2 separate regions of the Mus musculus genome follow, and region 1 is linked to region 2. A link is a contact called in public Hi-C data. All regions are on one chromosome and are shown on one strand. Each heading gives the region's core, a stretch centred on a gene start, on an enhancer-like site or on the middle of the called end of the contact. The rest is flanking DNA. Distances are from core to core; before and after follow the strand shown. Region 1 holds the start of 1700003G18Rik (RIKEN cDNA 1700003G18 gene). Region 2 overlaps Sox6 (SRY (sex determining region Y)-box 6).

Region 1 (4,855 bases), core at 2,093-4,592, 260 kb after region 2:
TATTTATATAATAGCCAAGAAATGGAAGCAAGCTAAGCATCAATCAATGATGAACAGATGACATAGTATATATACACAACATTCAGCCTTACAAAGGAACGGAGTCCTGTCATGTGTGCCATTATGCACGGAACTGGAGAGCACCAACAGGAATAACTGAGAAACAGAAAGACAAGTCCTAAGTGATTCATTCATTCACACAGGGATTATTTAAAAGTGGACCTCATGGTAGTGGAGAGTGTTTACCAGAGGATAAGGAGAAAACTGAGAAAAATATAGAGGGCAAGTTGGTGAATAGGTACTAAGTTAAAGTTAAATACGGGTAAGAAGTTCTGTTGTAGGTAAAAGCCAGGTAAGACTACACACATCTGTAATCACAACACTGGGGGTGGGGGGGTTGAGATAGGAAAATCATGAGTTCAATGACACAATGTGCTATGTAGAATTCCAGGTCAAGCTGGGTTAATGAGACCTTATTTCCAAACATCAGGAAAAATAAAAGATAGGAGAAAGAAGTTTGAATGTTTTCACTATTAAAAAATGTACCTGGGGCTGGCGAGATGGCTCAGCAGGTAAGAGCACTGACTACTTTTCTGAAGGTCCTGAGTTCAAATCCCAGCAACCACACAGTGGCTCACAGCCACCTGAAATGAGATCTGATGCCCTCTTCTGGAGCTAAATGTACGTACGTATATAAATAAATCTTTGGGCTGGAATGAACAGGGACAGAACGAGCAGAGTTGATCAGAGCCAGCAGAGGTCTCCCCCCAAAAATTCAATTCCCAGCAACCACATGAAAGCTCACAACCATCTGTACAGCTACAGTGTACTCATAAAATAAAATAAATAAATCTTTTTTTAAAAAAAGTACCTGAAGAGTTAGGTATTTCTTCAGAAGCACACACTCATCTAGAATAAAATAATCCTTAGAGACTCCATCCCTTGACATTCAGCACTCCCCAGACTGTAATTCTGTAATCACTTTTGCTCATTTCTATCTTTGGCAAATTGTTTTGATGTATATGGTTAATCTTAATCGGTAAACTGAACTTAAACTGTTACAATTAAAATTTAAATTGCTTGAATGCAGAAAATATGTTCCTTATGTACCCACTGAAAGTGTTTGGTAAAATTTAAGGATTAGCAGAGAATATCTAAGGTAGTACAAACTTAAGACATTCACTAACCATCCTGTGGCACTGTGTTAGAAAACAAACAAAAAGTGAAACTGGAATGGTCTTGTATTAGAGAAGGTATTTCATAGCTCCATCGATGACTTCTTGTTAACAAGGGAGAGTATTACTAAGTCTCTGTGTCATCATATATTGCTACTACTATACAGTTTCATCTTCACATCTAGCTTTGTGAACATGAACTGAGTCAAGTCTGTTCAAATAATACAGTATGTTATTCTGAGGTTTGATTTGCTCCATGATGTTTTATGATAACTTGAACACATAGCCATCCAGATGTGCCACAAATCTGGTGAATAAAAAGCACATTAAAATTTCCTGGACTTTTATCTATTACTAAAGTTAAAATTATTTAATATTTACTAACCTTAATAATAATCCTCTTCATCTTAGAGTCACTTAGCTATCTTTAAGTAGCTACTGGGCCATCTTATTTTGCCAGTAACATTAAGAGTTCTAAATTGTGCTTATTACAATTTTTCAAATCTATTTGAAGTGAATTATAATCATCCTACTTTGTTACCTCGATGGAATTCCATTGTAATTGCATTTATAAAAGTTAAATAAAAACTAAGTAGGGTCATGAAGTTAGTAGGTAAAATATTTTAATTTTAGTGACTAAAAAACCACTTCTAAAAATATTTTCTTCATGGGTTTTTTTTTTTCCTTTATTGTGGTTTAACACAGAAATAAGAGATTAGTTTGTTTTGGTTAGGCTTATTAAATATAGCTCTAACCGTATTTTTATATAATTTATTTAAAAGCTAGTCTCTGCTTCAAAAATAAAGGAATTGGATCTATGACTGCATAAATTAAGAAACTGTCTTCCCTGTGTGCATAGCTCTAAGTCCTGATGTTTGGGATAGGGGCGGGGGGTGGGGTACTGTTTTTATTTTATTTTTATTTTTTATTTTTATTTTGAGAGGAGGTCTTACTATAGACTCGGCTGACAAACCACACATTACTTAGAAGAGGATGATCTTGAATTTCTTATCTTCCTTCACCACCTCCCAGACACTAGGTTCACAGGCATAGTCAGGTTTCACTTTGGGCACAGTTCTATCAGTGGTTCATCGTCATCTGAAATGTAGTTCAACTAGAGTAACTGCTGAGCACAGACACTGACAGGTGTCTCATAGACCACTCGGTATGGGGACTTAAGACTAGCCATGTACTGTTGTCATACTATTTGTTTATACTTGAAAAAAAAATCTTTTTAAAAATCAAGGCTGGAAGTCTTCAGAATGAGTAAGGGCAAGAAAGTCATCCTGACAGTATGTCAGGTTCACCTGTGGATGCAAATTCAGCTATAACATACAGAAGTTTATCTTCAGTATCTGAACACTGGACTACAAGATCTTGCAGGAAGCTTAGTTGGGGCTGGAAAGGGAGCAGGGAAATGAGGAAAAGGGAACTAGAAACAAGATTGCAAATGGGAAGGGCAGCGAATGTATCCATCCTAAGGGGGCGGGGTGGGGGTGGTCTCTTGCAACTAGACTGAGGAGACAGTTGAAACAGGTTGAGACTGCTACTGTATTGTAACTTTAAAGGGGTTTATTATATAGGAAACTTACCCCCCACCCCCACCCCAAGAAAAATAATAAAGATACAGGATTTTTTTTTGGCAGACAGACTTCAGTCGATGAAGTTTCAAATAATATCTACCTTAAAAAGGGATCAGAGAGTTGGGTCACTCTTATCTAGAATACACTAAGCCCAGTGGAAAACGGTCCACAATTCCTGAGGGGTGGAGCTGTTTAGAAAAAAAACGAAAAACAAAACAGCCAATTAACAAGCCTTCAGCTTCACACTGAACTCTATTCAGTAAGAAAAGAAAGGAAGGAAGGAAAGGAAGAGAATGAAGACGTTAGAATATCCCGTGTGAGCAGTAGAGACCACACATTAGGCTGGGGGAAGAAGCCATGTTTTAGGTTTTTGTCTTGGGCCGAGAACTTGTATTCAAAAAGCCTCAAACATTACACTTAAGTCTATGTGTTTAACTATGATGAATGTGTTTACTAACAGGGCAGAACCTCACACACACAAAAAGGCGAAAACCCACTCTAGGTCTGTCTGTGGCAACGAAGCTCTCCGCCAACGATCACCACCATACCCATCCACGGGAAAGCTCCCTCTACACGCCGAAGAAAGCGTAGCCTCCGAGGGCTCTCCCGCCACGCCGCGCGAGATGCTTCGCTCGGCCTCCTGGGAAATGTAGTTTAAGTCACTGAAGACGGCTTAGTCAGGCCAGTAAAGAGTGAGTCCAAAAAAACTACAACTCCCGGTGTGCTCCAGGGTGACGAGCGGCCGCAGCAGTGACGACTGTAGCGGTGAAGGGCCGGAGGGGGCTCTGCGTTCTGGAGTGGCGCTGCTTGGTCCGGCGGCTGGGTGAGGGCTGCTGGTGTCGCGTTTGAGGAGAACTGCGAGTGTGTTTGGCATATCCCCGTCAGGATCCCAGCTACGATGAGTGCTGCCCGGGAGTCTCACCCGCACGGGGTGAAACGTTCAGCCTCCCCCGACGACGATGTAAATAACAATGGATGAGGGTTGAGGCCTAGTGAAGGCTGGGGTAGGCCGGGAAGGGTGGATGGAGGAAGAAGCGCCCGAAGGAAGGGGGCGCAACGAGGGATGTCTTCCTTTTCCTACTAGAATCTGAAGGATTGAAGAGGCCCTGAGCTGAGATACAGAGACCTGCGTAGGAACGGGGGTTGAGGAAGGAAATCCTGAGAAGGGTCGAAAAGGAAAAAGAGCTTAATCGAGATGTCTTTGCGTTTTGGGAAACCGGTGAAGCTCATTTCTTAGTCATTTCAGGATAGATATGTCATAGTCCTGACATTGGTCTAAAACGCTCCTCTGGCAATCGCGAAATGTTCAGTCACATTTGGACAAATTTTCCAGCCCGAATCCTTTTTTGCAGTGTACTGGTAATTGCTGCCCTAACTACACCATTCTTAATAAACAGAGACCAATATTAAGCCGAAGATTGTGGTAGACAGTTTGGGGATGGAATAATGGCGAGGTCAGAGGGAGTGAGACCCAGAAGCGCATTTTGATGTCAGATACCTTTTTCCTGCCCTCTCATGCCTTCAGCTCATCAGTTTAAATAATAAACTGTCCCTTATTAACCTGTTCAGTACTGACTACAATGCCAGATACTGGAATTGAAGATTAATAAAGAGGATGCTTATATTTGTCTTAGCTCTAGCATAGTGTTTAGAAACTGCAGGTAACTTGTAAAATTAGGTTCTTCTATAATGAAATCCCTTGGAAACATTGATGGGGAAGTTGGTGGGAAGGGGACATGAGGAAGTCATCTTTGAGACAGATGAAAGCTGGTCTCGCTTATTCATACACTGTCAGCTTCAGAATTGTAACTTTTAGTGCAGTTTGACATCTTTCATAAGTCCTTTGTGAGCCATAAAAGGTTCCCTGAATTATTTTGTAGTTAATGAGAGAATACTAAGAACCACACTCCTTTGGTTGGAAGATGGGGTGTGGACCAGAATTGTAATAATAGAATAAATTTTAGCCTTGTGAGGAAGATTAGTAATCAATTAAAAAAGAGTGGAGGGATGACTGGTTGTCTGTGAGATTAATTCATGTCCCTTGTCTTCCCTGCGACTGGAATTTAGATCTTCCATTGTTAATACCGCCATTCTGCA
Region 2 (5,153 bases), core at 2,035-4,534:
ACTCATTTTCAAATGATCCACGTTAAGCTCTAAAGTAGCTCAGGAGCTTGGCCGTGGTTATGTGCCTGGGATCTTACTCCCACGCTTTCAGCTGTTGGAGTGGATAGCAAGTGATCCCGTTTCCCAAATACAAATCATACCAAAAGCTATACTAGTTGCTTTGCAAGGGCAAGTATCCTGCCCCCACTTTACAGATGAGAAAACTGAAACTTCAGGAACTTAAGTAACTTCACTGCAACAACACAGGAAGTACCATGCAGCATCCTGTCCTTGCTCAATTTGGCAGCAGCTCCACTCCCAACACCCTCAGCTTTCCACACACCTCCCTGTTTCCAGATCCACCATCCAAGCTCAGCTACAGCTTGATTCTCCAGAAGCCTTTCAGGAAAGCATCAATCTTTCAGTGACTTTTCTATTGCAACTATTTATATAAGAGCCATTTAACTTGATCAGGATAGACTTATATTTATTTCCTCTTCTATTTGTGCTATGTTTACCCCCACCCCCCACCCCACCCCACCCCCAACAGCTAACTTTGAGATACATCCCTGGCAGGATCCTTGGGCAATCTGTACCATCCAAACATACCATACTTCACTCTCAGCTTTCAGGAGGGTATAAGAATTGTATCCTGGTGCGGTGTGACACCCAAGATAAATGACAGGTTCCTAGCTACATAAACAAGGTGTGGAATGACTTTAGTACTTTAATAATAAGAAGACTTTCAGAATGATCACAGAAATAATAGCTAATTCTCCATATGAATGTATATATATATACAAATTCATCTGTCATATAACACAATGATGGAGGTTCTTCAACCCTATTTTACACGGGAAACTGAAGGAAATAAGAAAAAAAAAGAGCTAAGTAATGTGTCCAAGTTCCATTGGACAAGCCTACACGTCTCACTCCAGAGTCAGTGTGACCTTAACTACTTCTCAACACTCTCTCTATGTATCGTAGCTCCATGTTGCTAGAACATACTGTTCCAACATTGAGCAGTTCTTATACCTTAGGAAAGAATGGTAAAACATTCCTTGCTCCTGCTGCACAGTGTGGAGATGTGAAGGGACGGGTGGGAAATATAAACAGCAGGTATCAAATAAACTGCTGGGAAAATAAGAAAGAAAGAAAGAAAGAAAGAAAGAAAGAAAGAAAGAAAGAAAGAAAGAAAGAAAGAAAGGAAAGATAGACAGAAAGAAAGAAAGAAAGAAAGAAAGAAAGAAAGAAAGAAAGAAAGAAAGAGAGAGAGAGAGAGAGAAAATGAGATACATTCCTCTTTAAGAAGGACAAGAGTATGCCAAGTATGCCATTTTTGCTCAAGTGAATTATAAAGCACCCATGTCATCCTCTCAGGAATACAGCAAATCATATGGCATACCTCAGAACGAGCAGCCATTGTTCACTAAGAACTGAAACTCAATACCAGACTCTGTAACCCTAAACCAGCATAAGGCCCCCTCCTCAGAACACAACACAACAGCTGTGAGGGGCTCAGAGCCGTGGCCTGGGGAAGACACCAAGGAAATCCTGGGGCAGCGCTGAGCACCAACTGGCTTCTGCTTCTGCCTGAGGCGGTGGTTGCAAAAGTGAAGAGCAAACTGGTCTCACTTCAGACAAAATCCCTAGGAATTCAAAAGCTGGAAAACAAAAATGACTGCACTTTGTGTTTAGATAAACTTATAATTTACAATTTTCACAGCCCGTATATGTACTATTTCCTCTACTTTACCCAGTTGTATCAGTGGTTAGACTTCTCACTACAAAATCATTATCTCCAGACAAAGTTCAGAGAGGGTAGCAATGCCACACCTCCACAGGTGGAGTGCGGAGCTGAGAGTAAAAATCCATGCCCCTTAAAAGAAAGGGAAACAACAAAAATACCGCCCTCCTTTACCATGTGGTCCTCCTGAGAGAAGAAGAATGTGGGTCCCTGTGTAAAGCTACTGAGCCTGAAAAGCACACAGGGGCCAGACCAAGTCAGGTCCACGCCTTCCCCTTGAGAGAACAATAGCAAGCAATAAACACTCCCGTCTAGGCTCCACAACCCCACTGCTCCCTCAACTCACTCCTACCTTCCCAGATCTTAGGGAACAGCAGGGCAACCGAGCATCACCACAGCAGTGTCACACACAGAGTCCCCGCCACCGCTCTGCTCAGAGAACACTAGAAGAGTGAAAATGCAGGCACGTCCGTGTGTGGAACGGCCCGCTGATTCTCTAGAAGGAGGTAAAATACAGCAAGCATGTACAGAAACACTATGGGGTGCCTAGCCCTGCTTAAGGAAGAGGGAGATCAAGAGAGAACCTGACAGAAAAAGCAGAGAAAGCTACCCAAAGCTGAGGTCTTCTATACCACAAACATTCTCTGGAAAGCAGAGATTAATATACAGATCGACTCTTCTCAGAATATGGAACTTTTCACATTCCTGTAAGGAGCAACAACATGTCACATATATTATTCAGAAGTTGCCAGAGTGGTAACGGCCACATGGAACAGCCCAGAGCACCTATCTCTCTTGACACGGAGATGACTATAAGCTGGGCACCTGGCCAGTAATGTGAGCACAGGCTGTAGATAAGAAAAGTGCTGCCAAGCCCAAGTATCCTCCTCACTATTCTCTTATTAATTAATCAGTAAATATAGATACATATGTACATGGCAGAACTCTGGAGTACAGAGATAAAGCGGGTAAAGTCACTTCCGTCACAAGCCAAGCGAAGCCAAGTCTCAGATGTTCTCCAGCTCCGTGGTCCACCACTAACACTTTATGAACTGCACAGTCCACGTAGAGGCGCTCCTCACAGTAAGGAAGAAAGGCCTTCCAGCCTCAGGATCAGACAGAGGGTCTAGTGACCGAAAAAAGGGTTTAAGTAAAGAGAGACAACCGTTGTTTGAGATGTAGAGGCAGATTCCCATTGTTAAATAAAAGCCCTGTGGCTAGACAGAGGTGCGAGGAAGAGATAAGGTCTGAAGCCAGCCTAGAGCTGGTTCATAAGCTCATAATGGGGGTGGGGGTGGGGAGCATTTGTTTTTTCCCTTCAAAAGAGGTTAAGATCTTATTTTTAAGGATTTCTGATGCTAAAAGTTATTTTTGGTAATAAGTCTCTATATCTTTGCTTATTCTTATCAGAAACATGGTTTAACATTTAAGTTTTCAGTAACTGGCTTTAGGAGATAAGTATTGAGAGATAAAAGTACACATAAAATTCACCTAAGCTGACAGCCTCAGCTACATAGCTGACTTAAAGCCAATCTTCATGAGTCCCTGTATCACAATAAAAGACAAAATAAACCAAAACAAGTTGTCAAACTCTACTATCTTGTTTGCCAAGTGAGGGCTGATCAGAGAAGGGAAGCAATTTGAGCCAAGTGTACAGCTACTTCATGGTGGCCCCAGCACAAACACCCAAGAGTAACCATACCTACAGAACCAGGCTTCCCTGTTACTAGACAGCAGGAAGTATTTGTAGATGGATTAATTGTTTTTCTTACTCTACAGTTTGAAAAGATACAATGCTTCTAGCATGCAGTATTTGTAATCATTACCTATAAGAAAAGTTTCCCTTTCAAACTTAACTCTTTTTTCCTCCCCCAAAACTTCTCTGTTCAATTAAGCTGGAGAATTTTTGAGAGCTCTAAAACCAAGGCCCTGGCCTAACAGACCCTTAAGTGAATCCGTTACACTTAATCCATAACAATAATAACTCTATCTGAATAGCCTTTCCCTGGAGACAGGGGCAGGACTTGCAGGATAAGCCCCACCCCTGCCCCAAGGGAAATTTCCAAAGACTTGCATTTTTAGGGAAAGAAAACACTCCTCCTTAGACTGGCTAAGGTAATATTTTGACACTTGTACAGTCACCGTTCTCTGTTGAAGTCAGCATCCCTGGATATACACAGCAGAGGGTGAACAAGATTGCCAAACTGAGGACAAGACATTTCTAGGTTTGTCTCTGAGAATTGTTTGACCTGGAAAATCAACACCGTCTCTGTCTGTCCTACCCATCTGTAAATAGGGATAACAGTTTCATGGCAACCAGGTAGAGCCCACAGCTTAACAGACATAACATCAATGGGAAAGGCAGAGTGCATGCACACACATGGGAAAAGCAGTGAGAGCAATTGAGTATCATTACTCAGACCTACTACCAAGTTTAGAGATCAGGAAGCCATCTTGCATAGAATTTAGGAAAGACTTAAGAGCAAGGCACAGCAAGAATATCAACATAGAGACATTAGATCACCCTAGTAAGAAACCAGTCTTTTGCAACCTTAAGGGGTTACTTAAATTTCTTCAGCCTCCCCTTCCTTATCGGTAGAATGGGGATGGCTTTACTTTAAAACTGCTACAAAGAAAAAGTAACAAAATTAGGCAGGTACCTTGAATTATCCAGAATGTTAATTGACATTATCAAAAATAAATATTTCCTTATAGAGAACTTCAAATCCCTGGCCTTCATTTAGTATTCTCATTATATCAACATTTGAAACATTTGTAATATAAAACAGTAACAGCACAAACATCATTCCAGGGCTTGGAGAGATGGCTCCATGGTAAAGTGCTGGCTGTCCAAGTGTAGAGACCTGAGTTTGAGTTCTCTCAACACACATAAAGCCAGACATGGCAATGCATGCATCTGTGATCCAGACCTCCTGTGGTGAAATGGGAGGCAGAGACAACTGAATCCCGTGGAGCTGATGAGCCAGCTAGCTAGCTTTCTGTATGTAGCAGCTGGATGTACCTGATCCTATCTCAAACCATGGAGAAGGCTATAGGGCTGACATTGAAGGTTGTCACTGACCAGCACAAGTATGCTACACTTACAAATGTAAACACAAGGACAATAGCATTTCTGATCAATATAGAACAAGAAAAACTAGGACACTAATTAATCAACATGCTAGCAATTGGACAGAATCAGTTCTGTGGATGGGTGTTTTCTGTTACATGGTACACATTTCAGATCCGGGAATTTTCAGCCTTCTTTATGACTGTAGACTACAAGAGTATTGTATTCTGAGAAAATGCCAGATGTATGGGTGTCTTAGTCCTGAGGTAAAAAATGTTCATCCTAGTGTCTATTATCTGTTTGGTGTCATGTTGACACCTATTGATGATGTTCGTGATTTTTTATACCTCTACGTCA

Evidence for each region. A called contact is a pair of places that touch in the nucleus more often than the background predicts.
Region 1: a contact with region 2 is called in a Hi-C map of the G1E-ER4 cell line, with 4 times the contacts expected there. The contact joins the promoter of 1700003G18Rik here to the enhancer-like site in region 2. A contact is called at or near these places in 2 of 484 Hi-C or Micro-C datasets (the G1E-ER4 cell line and erythroblasts) and 2 of 9 other capture datasets (adipose tissue and pancreatic islet).

The regions. Positions count from the first base shown.
Region 1 is chr7:116,089,807-116,094,661 of GRCm38.p6, forward strand. 1700003G18Rik (RIKEN cDNA 1700003G18 gene) reads right to left here and starts at 3,343. Exons shown (of 4, transcript NR_029433.1): 1 at 3,256-3,343. It overlaps 1110004F10Rik (RIKEN cDNA 1110004F10 gene), which reads left to right and starts at 3,574. Exons shown (of 5, transcript NM_019772.2): 1 at 3,574-3,719. The coding sequence starts at 3,657.
Region 2 is chr7:115,828,482-115,833,634 of GRCm38.p6, forward strand. All of the region lies in intron 2 of Sox6 (SRY (sex determining region Y)-box 6), which reads right to left. Among named protein-coding and RNA genes, the nearest start is that of Sox6os, 200 kb to the right of the region's middle. Within about 2 kb of position 3,285, at least 44 of the 459 cell types and tissues checked have an H3K27ac peak or open chromatin away from gene starts, as enhancers often do. A contact at or near this core is called in the G1E-ER4 cell line and erythroblasts, where this site is marked.